Linked DNA regions of Oryctolagus cuniculus: region 1 is linked to region 2. Evidence: chromatin contacts called from public Hi-C data. All regions are on one chromosome and are shown on one strand. Each heading gives the region's core, a stretch centred on a gene start, on an enhancer-like site or on the middle of the called end of the contact. The rest is flanking DNA. Distances are from core to core; before and after follow the strand shown. Region 1 overlaps LOC103349027 (a long non-coding RNA gene). Region 2 overlaps LOC103349028 (a long non-coding RNA gene).

Evidence for each region. A called contact is a pair of places that touch in the nucleus more often than the background predicts.
Region 1: a contact with region 2 is called in a Hi-C map of an unstated tissue, with 7 times the contacts expected there. The contact joins two enhancer-like sites. A contact is called at or near these places in 3 of 6 Hi-C or Micro-C datasets (ear pinna, skin fibroblasts and an unstated tissue).

What each region holds. Positions count from the first base shown.
Region 1 is chr9:92,211,712-92,216,428 of mOryCun1.1, reverse strand. It overlaps LOC103349027 (a long non-coding RNA gene), which reads right to left. Exons shown (of 2, transcript XR_517255.3): 2 at 459-763. Among named protein-coding and RNA genes, the nearest start is that of ZDHHC20, 10 kb to the right of the region's middle. Within about 2 kb of position 1,263, at least 1 of the 8 cell types and tissues checked has an H3K27ac peak or open chromatin away from gene starts, as enhancers often do.
Region 2 is chr9:92,053,722-92,058,120 of mOryCun1.1, reverse strand. The region is part of intron 2 of LOC103349028 (a long non-coding RNA gene); the gene reads left to right. Among named protein-coding and RNA genes, the nearest start is that of SAP18, 20 kb to the left of the region's middle. Within about 2 kb of position 2,145, at least 2 of the 8 cell types and tissues checked have an H3K27ac peak or open chromatin away from gene starts, as enhancers often do.

The DNA of each region.
Region 1 (4,717 bases), core at 14-2,513, 160 kb before region 2:
TGCAGAGTGAGCATGGCCTTGCGGTTGGTTTGACCCCACATCCTCTCACCTCCACCTTGTCAGCAGCAGATATTTAAGTGTAGCTTGAAGCACATGGACAAGGCAGACTGCAAAGCGGAGGCTGAAAGTAAATAAGCTTCGATCTACAGCAGCGCAGGACACGGGAAGTGCTATTGCATATCTACAAAAGCTGGGTGCAGAGGCACATGACTACCAACCTCCGCGCCATGAAATCAGTGAGCCGGGAAAATCTGAAATGCAGACAAGATCAAAGGATTCTGTGACTCACAGAAGCGGGGCAGTTGATTTAAAATAAAAGATGAAATCCAAATGTGCCACAAGATGGCGCCTTTGCCTTTCTAAAATTGTTTCCTTTTGTTGGGCACCAGGCGTCATCTTTCCCAGGGGAAAAAAAAAAAAAAAAAAAAAGGCAGGAATATGTACAGAAAACAACAGGCTATTTCAAAGATGACCTGTTTATTGAAGGACAAGTTTCCTGGGAGACTTTGGCCTGGCAAGCCTTAGGTAAACATTGAGCAGCTCCTGGAGTAATGAGCACTGTGCTTCAGCACACTCACCATTGCCACACGCTGTTGGGTTTGGTTCCATTTGATGAGGAAGGAAATTAATCTTTGGAATCTCCAGGCAACCCTTTGTCTTTAGGCAGGTCATTCGTTTCGCAGCATCGCTGTCAAACCTTTATTGGAACCTGCTCTGTTCAGTGCAGTCTGCTGGCGAAGCCATCATTCAAGGAGAGTTCTTTCTAAGAGGATGAAATGGGAGGAAATATTTGGCTGATAACACTTATAACACCCGGGTTTACCTAATAATCAGCCATTCGATATTGGAAGAAAAATATGAATACTTTATGCATTGAAGAATGTCAAAGAAGCTCTCCCCAACTACAGAATATTGTGACCCAAAGAGAACTAAAGGAGAATGTTCACTGCAGCATCATTTAAAATAATAAAAATGTGAACATAATATACACGTCCAGCACTATGAAAATGGTTAGTGTGCTATAACCGCACAGTAGAGTATGGGCAGCTGTGTAAACGGTGAATGAATACATTGAGTTCCATGGTGTGGCTGTCCTCTCTCCGCTCCGGTCCCTCCCGTCCATGCATACTCTGTTTTGTGACACTGATGGAGACCTGCAATGCCTGGCTCCCCTTTGCCTGCGGGCGCAAGCGAGCTCTGCCAGTAGGGGGCAGTCGAGGGAGCTTGCACAGCTGGAGGAGGGAGCCGGAGGGAGCAGGCTCCCTATGTGTCGTTTTGTGTGGCTTCTGTCGGCCTCAGCCTTCACCCTGGCAGCCCCTGGTACAGGATTCTGGGTTGTTTTTGGCATCCTAAGAACCAGCCTCATTGTGTGTCTGCCCAGCCCTCTCTCCCCGCCCCGGGCACCAGCAGCGGTCGCCAGGCGCCTTCCTTCAAGCCTCTGAATTCTGATACCTCCACCCTCCTCCTGTGCTCCCCACCCTGCCAGGGGGAGCTTCTGGGGCAGTTATTTTCTCTGTACTCCAGGGCTTGTTTCTTTCCCCCGTTCTATGAGGCCTCTTTAAGTCCTAATACATTTTCTCTTTTGAAATACTTAATGTGGACCCTGACTGGTAGGGAGACATTTGCCAGGAACTATATATTATATAGATTTGTAGACAGATGAATACACACATATATACATATTAGAATATATACATTCATGTATGTAAAGGTGCATATATATATATATATAACTTCCAAAAGTTGTGGAATTTCCAAAAGTTTGTGGAAATGGAATTAAAAGATAAATTAATTTTGGTGCAAAAAAACCTGAAATTCAAGCCTTTTTTTTCATCATTTCCATGAACTTCTTGAAGATCCTTTGTTTCCATGAATTTCAAAATTTTTTTCAAAAGGTTTATTTATTAATTTGAAAGGCAGAGTTACAGAGAGAAGGAGAGACAAAGAGAGAGATCTTCCACCCACTGATTCACTTCCCAAATGGCCACAGTGGCCAGGGTTGAGCCAGGCTGAAGCCAGGAGTTTCTTCCAAGTCTCTCCCATGGGTGCATTTGGGCCATCTTCTGTTGCTTTTCCAGGCACATCAGCAGGGAGCTGGATTGGAAGTGGGGCAGCTGGAACTCAAACCAGTGACCATTAAGGGTGCTGGCTCTACAGACGCCAGCTTAACCTGCTGTGCCGCAGCACCGGCCCTGGATTTCAAAATTTTTTGCAGCAAAATAAATTTTGTCTCATTCCATTTCCCATGAGATTTTGGAAGCAACCTCATCTATAAAAAATGTTACTTAATCCTCACAACAAATACTATGGAAAAGATACCATTACCCCCATTACACAGAAGGAGAAACTGAATCTTGGGGAGGGTAGATAAATTTTGCAATATTACATAGCTAATAAATGATGAAGCTGGGATTTGAATCCAAATATCCCTGATTCCACAATCTGTATTTTTTGCTCTATGCCTTGGAAGTTGCTCAAACCTCAAGGTCAATTTACACTTCAGTGGGCATAGTTCAATTCCTAGACTAAGCCTTTTTTTTTTTTTTTACATTATAATGTAAGACAAAACACTGTGCATATAATACTAGAGAAGATCATCACCATGTGTGACTTTATGACGTTATGGAAAGTTATGAAAAGTTTGAGGAGACTGTAAGGAAACCATGGACATCCCTAATCCCAAGTTGTGTGTCAGTTATTCATTCCACTACTAGGATTTAGTGTTTTATTTGCCTGGCAATGTGCAGGACTCAAAATGATAATGCAAACATGACTAGTCCCTCCTCCAAATAGTTTACAATTAGGGTATTCGACCATCTTTAACTAAATCATCATATATAAAAGGTACTTCAAAAAATCCCTAGAAAGTAGAGTTAAAAGGTAAATTTCGGGGGTGGGCATTTGGTCTAACGGTTAAGATACAGTTAGGACATCCACGCCCACATTGGAGGAACTGGGTGTGATCCCCAGCTCCAGCTCCTGGCTCCAGGTCCCTGCTACTGTGGACTCTAGGAGGCAGCACTGATGGCTCACATAGTTGGGTCCCTGCCAGCCCCAAGGGAGACCTGGAAGGAGTTCCTGGTTCCCAGCTTCCGCCCAGCCCAGGCCCAGCCATGGTGGAGATTTGAGGAGTAAACAAGCGGATGGGAGCGCTTTCTCTCTGTCCTTCTGCCTCGTAAAGTAATTAATCAATGAATCCAAAAGATAAGTTTGTTTTGGTGTAAAAGCCATTTTTGAAATCCATGCATAATTTTTTCATAACGGACATTCTCCATGCACTTTTTGAATACCCCTCATATGCAGGGATTTCAACATTTTTGCACCAAAATAAACATCTTTTAATGCCACTTTCCATGAACTTTTTGAAGTACTGTTATAGAAGTACCTAAGTGTATCACGCAAGGAATTAACATGCACAGGCCATCTGATAAGAGCTGTTCAAAATGCAGCATACACACACACACACACACACACACATTCCAGATGTTGGCATCCATCCCTCCATGTCTGGACTGTGTCTGCTCTGCCTTTGTGTACCGGGAACTCTGGGTTCCCCATCCAAAGGGCTTGCAGAGAGATGTCAGAGCAATAGTAGCAGTGTGTCTCCCGAAAACCTGCTCCTCCCCAGGGCTTGACCTCTTTGCTTCCCGCGTGACTTTTGTGAGGTCCATCAATATTTCCACAGGCAGCAGATGGACCAAGACATCCCTGTAGCCTAATCAATACCATGCTCAAGTGACCAGGGAAAAGTGGCCAGAAAGCTGTCTAAGGGACAGACTTGCAGAAGTGCAAACACAACCCAGCCAGAAACTTATGTTGTAATCAGGGTCAGGAATCTATTTGTCACATCACCCATGACAGCGAAACCTCTGAACTCGTGCAGCCACATTTCATCAGTCAGGAAACAAAGCATTGGGCAACCACCCAGTAGAGAAAAGGGATCTGCTGTAGCCAACATCCACTGATGGATACAAAAATGAACAAGGGAAACCTTACAGAGGAAAAAGACTTTTGCAGAGCTTCAAAACACTTTCTTCCTAAATACGTAATCACTGTCATGGCTGAACAATTTCTTTGAAGCCCCCCTCCAGGAGGTGGAATTGATTTCCACACGTTCATGGCTGGGAAAGGGGGAAATTGCAGCTTTGATGGAGACAGCACCTGAACCAGGAGAAAGGCACATGGCCTCTAATTGTCTACACCAAGACATATAGCCTCAGCTAGCCACAAGGACACACCACACAAAGCCACCAGAGGGGCATTCTACAAAATTTCCGATAAATACTTTTTCTCTTTTTTGTTTTTTGCTTTCTCTTTTCAGAAACCACTCTTACATGTCTTTATTATGGCTCATTCTTTTTGCAGATTGAATAAAGCATTTTTTTTCTAAATCGGCTTTGGATCTGAGGATTTAAAAGTTTTTATTGTATATTGACAAACTATAATTGTATATATTTTTGGAATTCAAAGTGCTTTTACGATATATGTCTACAAAGGAGAATGATTACTCAAGCTAATTAGTGTATCTGTCACCTCAAATACTTAACCATTTTTTGGTAGTGAGAACATCTGAAATTTACTTTTTTTTAAAGATTTATTTATTTACTTGAAAGACAGTTACAGAGAGGTAGAGACAGAGAGAGAGGTCTTCCATCCATTAGTTCACTCCCCAGATGGCCGCAACGGCCGGAGCTGTGCCGATCAGAAACCAGGAGCC
Region 2 (4,399 bases), core at 896-3,395:
GATTCAAAAGGCATAGCGATGGAGTTGGATGAGAGAGACAGAGATCTTCCATCCACTGGTTCATTCCCCCAAATACCCACAACAGCCTAGGCCAGGCCAGAGCCAGGAAGAGTCCAGAACTCCATCTGAGCCTCCCACATGGGTGGCAAGATCCCAGGTATTTGGGCCATCATCTGCTGCTTCCCAGGTCCAGTAGTAGGAAGCTGGATCTGAAGCAGAGTAGCCAGGACTGGCACTAGGCACTCCCATGCAGGACGCCAGCATTGCAAGTGGTGGGTGGATTAGTCCACTGCCTGCCCTGAACTTCATTTTCACTGGGGTAGCAGTAGTAGTGGTTAGGAGTCTTACCGTAAAGAAGGGAAGACCCTGGCCAATTTTAGAAAAGGAATTCACTGGGCCGGCGCCACGGCTCACTTGGCTAATCCTCCACCTGCGGTGCTGGCAGCCCGGGTTCTAGTCCTGGATGGGGCACCGGATTCTGACCTGGTCGCTCCTCTTCCAGTCCAGCTCTCTGCTGTGGCCTGGGAAGGCAGTGGAGGATGGCCCAAGTGCTTGGGCCCTGCACCTGCATGGGAGACCAGGAGAAGCACCTGGCTCCTGGCTTCGGATCGCACAGCGCACCAGCTGCAGTGGCCATTTAGGGGGTGAACCAATGGAAAAGGAAAAGCTTTCTCTCTCTTTCTTTCTCTCTCTCTCTCTCACTGTCTAACTCTACCTGTCAAAAAATAAATAAATAAAAGAAAAGGAATTCACTGAAAAGGAACTAAAAGGCTCACAGAACAGCCAGGAGGGCTGATGAATCAGGACAGAAAACCACGTAACCACAAGGTGAGGGTGGGCAGTGGGCAACACAGGAAAATTATCTCCAAAAGTAGCACGGAGGGGCCTGGCTGCAGCCCCCGGGGTGGATTCCAGCTGGTCTTACTCCAGATCACCTGGAGTCCCCACCGTGGCGCCCAGGGCAGTGTGTCTAATGGATCCTTCCAGCCAACAGTGGCCATGTAGGAAGAGGCTGCCAAGACAGGGTGTCAGACACTTGGTGTCCAGCTGTCCCTGAAGTCTCCACGTGTGACTGCAGTCTCCACGTGTGACTGCAGTGGCTCAGGCCAGGTGTTGCTCGATGACCTCTGGAGCCATTTATTCACTCTGTAGACAATGAAGAGAGGAAGGAAGAAAATATAGCTGTGGGTCACTTCTCCATGCTCATAATGCTTTCTGTTCAAACACTAAACGTCATGACATTTAAAAATATGATGTAGGCACCGCGGCTCACTAGGCTAATCCTCCGCCTTGCAGCACCGGCACACCGGGTTCTAGTCCCAGTTCGGGACGCAGGATTCTGTCCCGGTTGCCCCTCTTCCAGGCCAGCTCTCTGCTGTGGCCTGGGGGGGGCAGTGGAGGATGGCCCCATGGGAGACCAGGAGAAGCACCTGGCTCCTGCCATCGGATCAGTGCGGTGCGCCGGCCGCAGCGCGCCGACCGTGGCGGCCATTGGAGGGTGAACCAACGGCAAAGGAAGACCTTTCTCTCTGTCTCTCTCACTGTCCACTCTGCCTGTCAAAAAATAAAAAAATAAAAAAATATGACTTCTTGGGGCTGGTGCTAGGGCACAGCGAGTTAAAGCCCCAACCTGCAGCATTGGCATCCCATATGGGTACTGATTGGAGTTCTGGCGGCTCCACTTCTGATCCAGCTCTCTGCTATGGCCTGGGAAAGCAGTGGAAGATGGCCCAAGTGCTTGGGCCCCTGCACCGCATGGGAGACCCGGAAGAAGCTCCTGGCTCCTGGCTTCGGATCAGCTGTGCTATGGCCGTTGCGATCGTTTGGGGAGTGAACCAGTGGATGGAAGGGCTTTCTCTCTCTCTGGCTCTACCTCTCTCTGTAACTTTCTTCCAAATCAATAAAATAAATCTTTAAAAATAAAAATTATAAAAAATATGACTTCTTACAGAATTAAGGAAGAATTTATTCAAAATAAAAGCAGTTGATCACCTATTGCAGTGGTAACGTGTTCTGTTAGAGGAAGCCAGGGAACTTATTGTGAGGAAGCATATTTTTCACTGCGAGCACCTTCCTCACTGGGGTTATGACTCATGCACATTCTTGGCAACCAGATTCCAGTTCAGACGAATATTTAGTTTAATTTCTTTCAAAACTCTAAGCGCTGAGCAAGGAAAAGAGAGAAAAAGCAACTGAGTAGGCATGCACTGTACGTGGAAGACTTCAAAGCCAAGAAAGCACATGGTCACTCCGGTACATAGAGGCACCGTCTCGCTCAGGGCAGTCTTGCGGATCAGCTGTCATCTGAGGCTACGGAAAGGAGACAAACAAGGTAGCAGTTAGAGCCAGCTTTAATTGGCGTTAGTTCAAGACTATTGCCTTGTGGAACCGGAAATAATCACCAGATTGTTCCTGAGACTAGTACAAGCCTCAAGCAGTGATACAAAAACATTGAGATGTCCCCATTTGTGTAAACAGTTGTGACTGGCATTTTACATTTTGATGGCTCTCTTTAACTTCTAAACCAGAGGTTTGGGATCCTGGCTGTACATTAGAATGCCCTGGGGAGTAGGGGTGGGGAGGTGACACTGTAGCATACAGGGTAAATCCACTGCCTGTGGTGCCGCCATTCCATATGGGTGCAAGTTCGAGTCCCAGCTGCTCCACTGCTGACCCAGCTCTCTGCTATGGCCTGGGAAAGTAGTAGAAGATGGCCCAAGTGCTTGGGCCCTGCACCTTTGTGGGAGACCTGGAAGACGCTCCTGGTTCCCGGCTCCTGGCTCCTGGCTCCTGGCTTCAGATCAGCCCAGCTCCGGCCGTTGTGGCCATTTGGGGAGTGAACCAGCAGATGGAAGCCACCTCTCTCTCTGTCTCTCCCTCTCTCCGTCTGTAACTTTGCTTTTCAAATAAATAAATATTAAATAAATGTTTTTAAAAAATCACCTGGGCAACTTAAAACAGCAACACAAAACAAGTAAGAACAATCTCTTAGCAGCTTCCAGAGCTCCCAGGTAATTCTGATGTGCACAGCCAGGATTGGGACCCCTGATTTAGGAAAGTCCAGCTGTGCAGTTCAAGCAGTCAGGCAATTTCTGTGTAAGATCACCAGTGCCTTGGATGACTCCTCTTTGTTATTTATACAGTTCTAAGATTTTTTTTTTTTTTGACAGGCAGAGTTAGACACAGAGAGAGAGAGACAGAGAGAAAGGACTTCCTTTTCCGTTGGTTCACCCCCCAAATGGCTGTAATGGCCGGCGCGCTGTGCCGATCCAAAGCCAGGAGCCAGGTGCTTCCTCCTGGTCTCCCATGCGGGTGCAGGGCCCAAGGACCTGGGCCATCCTCCACTGCCTTCCCGGGCCACAGCAGAGAGCTGTACTGGAAGAGGAGCAACCGGGACAGAATCCGGTGCCCCGACCGGGACTAGAACCCGGGGTACTGGTGCCTCACCAAGTGAGCCACAGCGTCAGCTGAGTTCTAAGATTTTTTTAAGGCTTAATTAGTCATTTTACTTGATGTATATTACTGGGCAGGATAACATGCCTCTAAGTTTTTGTAGTTTTCGTTTTCACAAGTTTGAATTTTAATTGCCTGTTTGAAAGGAAATCAGGGGCCGGTGTTGTGATGAAGTCAGGTAAGCCACCACCTGCAATGCAGGCATCCCGTATCTTGGCTTCTGATCCAGCTCCCTGCTAATGTAACTGGAAAGGCAGCAGAATGTGATCCAAGTGCTTGGGCCTCTGCAACCCACATGGGAGACCCAGACAGAGCACTTGGCTCCTGACTTTGAAGAGTGAACTGGTAGATGGAAGATCTCTCTCTCTCTTTCTCTTGCTCTCTGTAATTCTGCCTTTCAAATAAATAAATAAATCTTTAAGAAATTAAAAAGTGCCGGCGCTGTGGTGTAGCAGGTAAAGCCACCACCTGCAGTGCCAGCATCCCATACGGGAGCTAGTTCAAGTCCCGGCTGCCCCACTTCAGATCCAGCTCTCTGCTATGGCCTGGGAAAGCAGTAGAAGATGGCTCAACTCCTAGGGCCCCTGCACCCATGTGGGAGACCCAGAGGAAGCTCCTGGCTCCTGGCTTCAGATCAGTGCAGCTCTGGCCGTTGCAGCCAATTGGGGAGTGAACCAGTGGATGGAAGCTCGCTCGCTCTGTCTCTCTCTCTCTCCTTCTCCTTCTCTCTCTGTGTAACTCTTTCAAATAAATAAAATATTTTTATTTATTTATTTATTTTTTAACAGGCAGATTTAGACAGAGAGAGAAACAGAGAGAAAGGTCTTCCTTTCTGTTGGTTCACCCCCCAAATGGCCGCTTCGGCCGGTGCACTGCAGCCGGCGCGTTGCGTTGATCCGAACCCAGGAGCCAGGTGCTTCTCCTGGTCTCCCATGCGGGTGCAGGG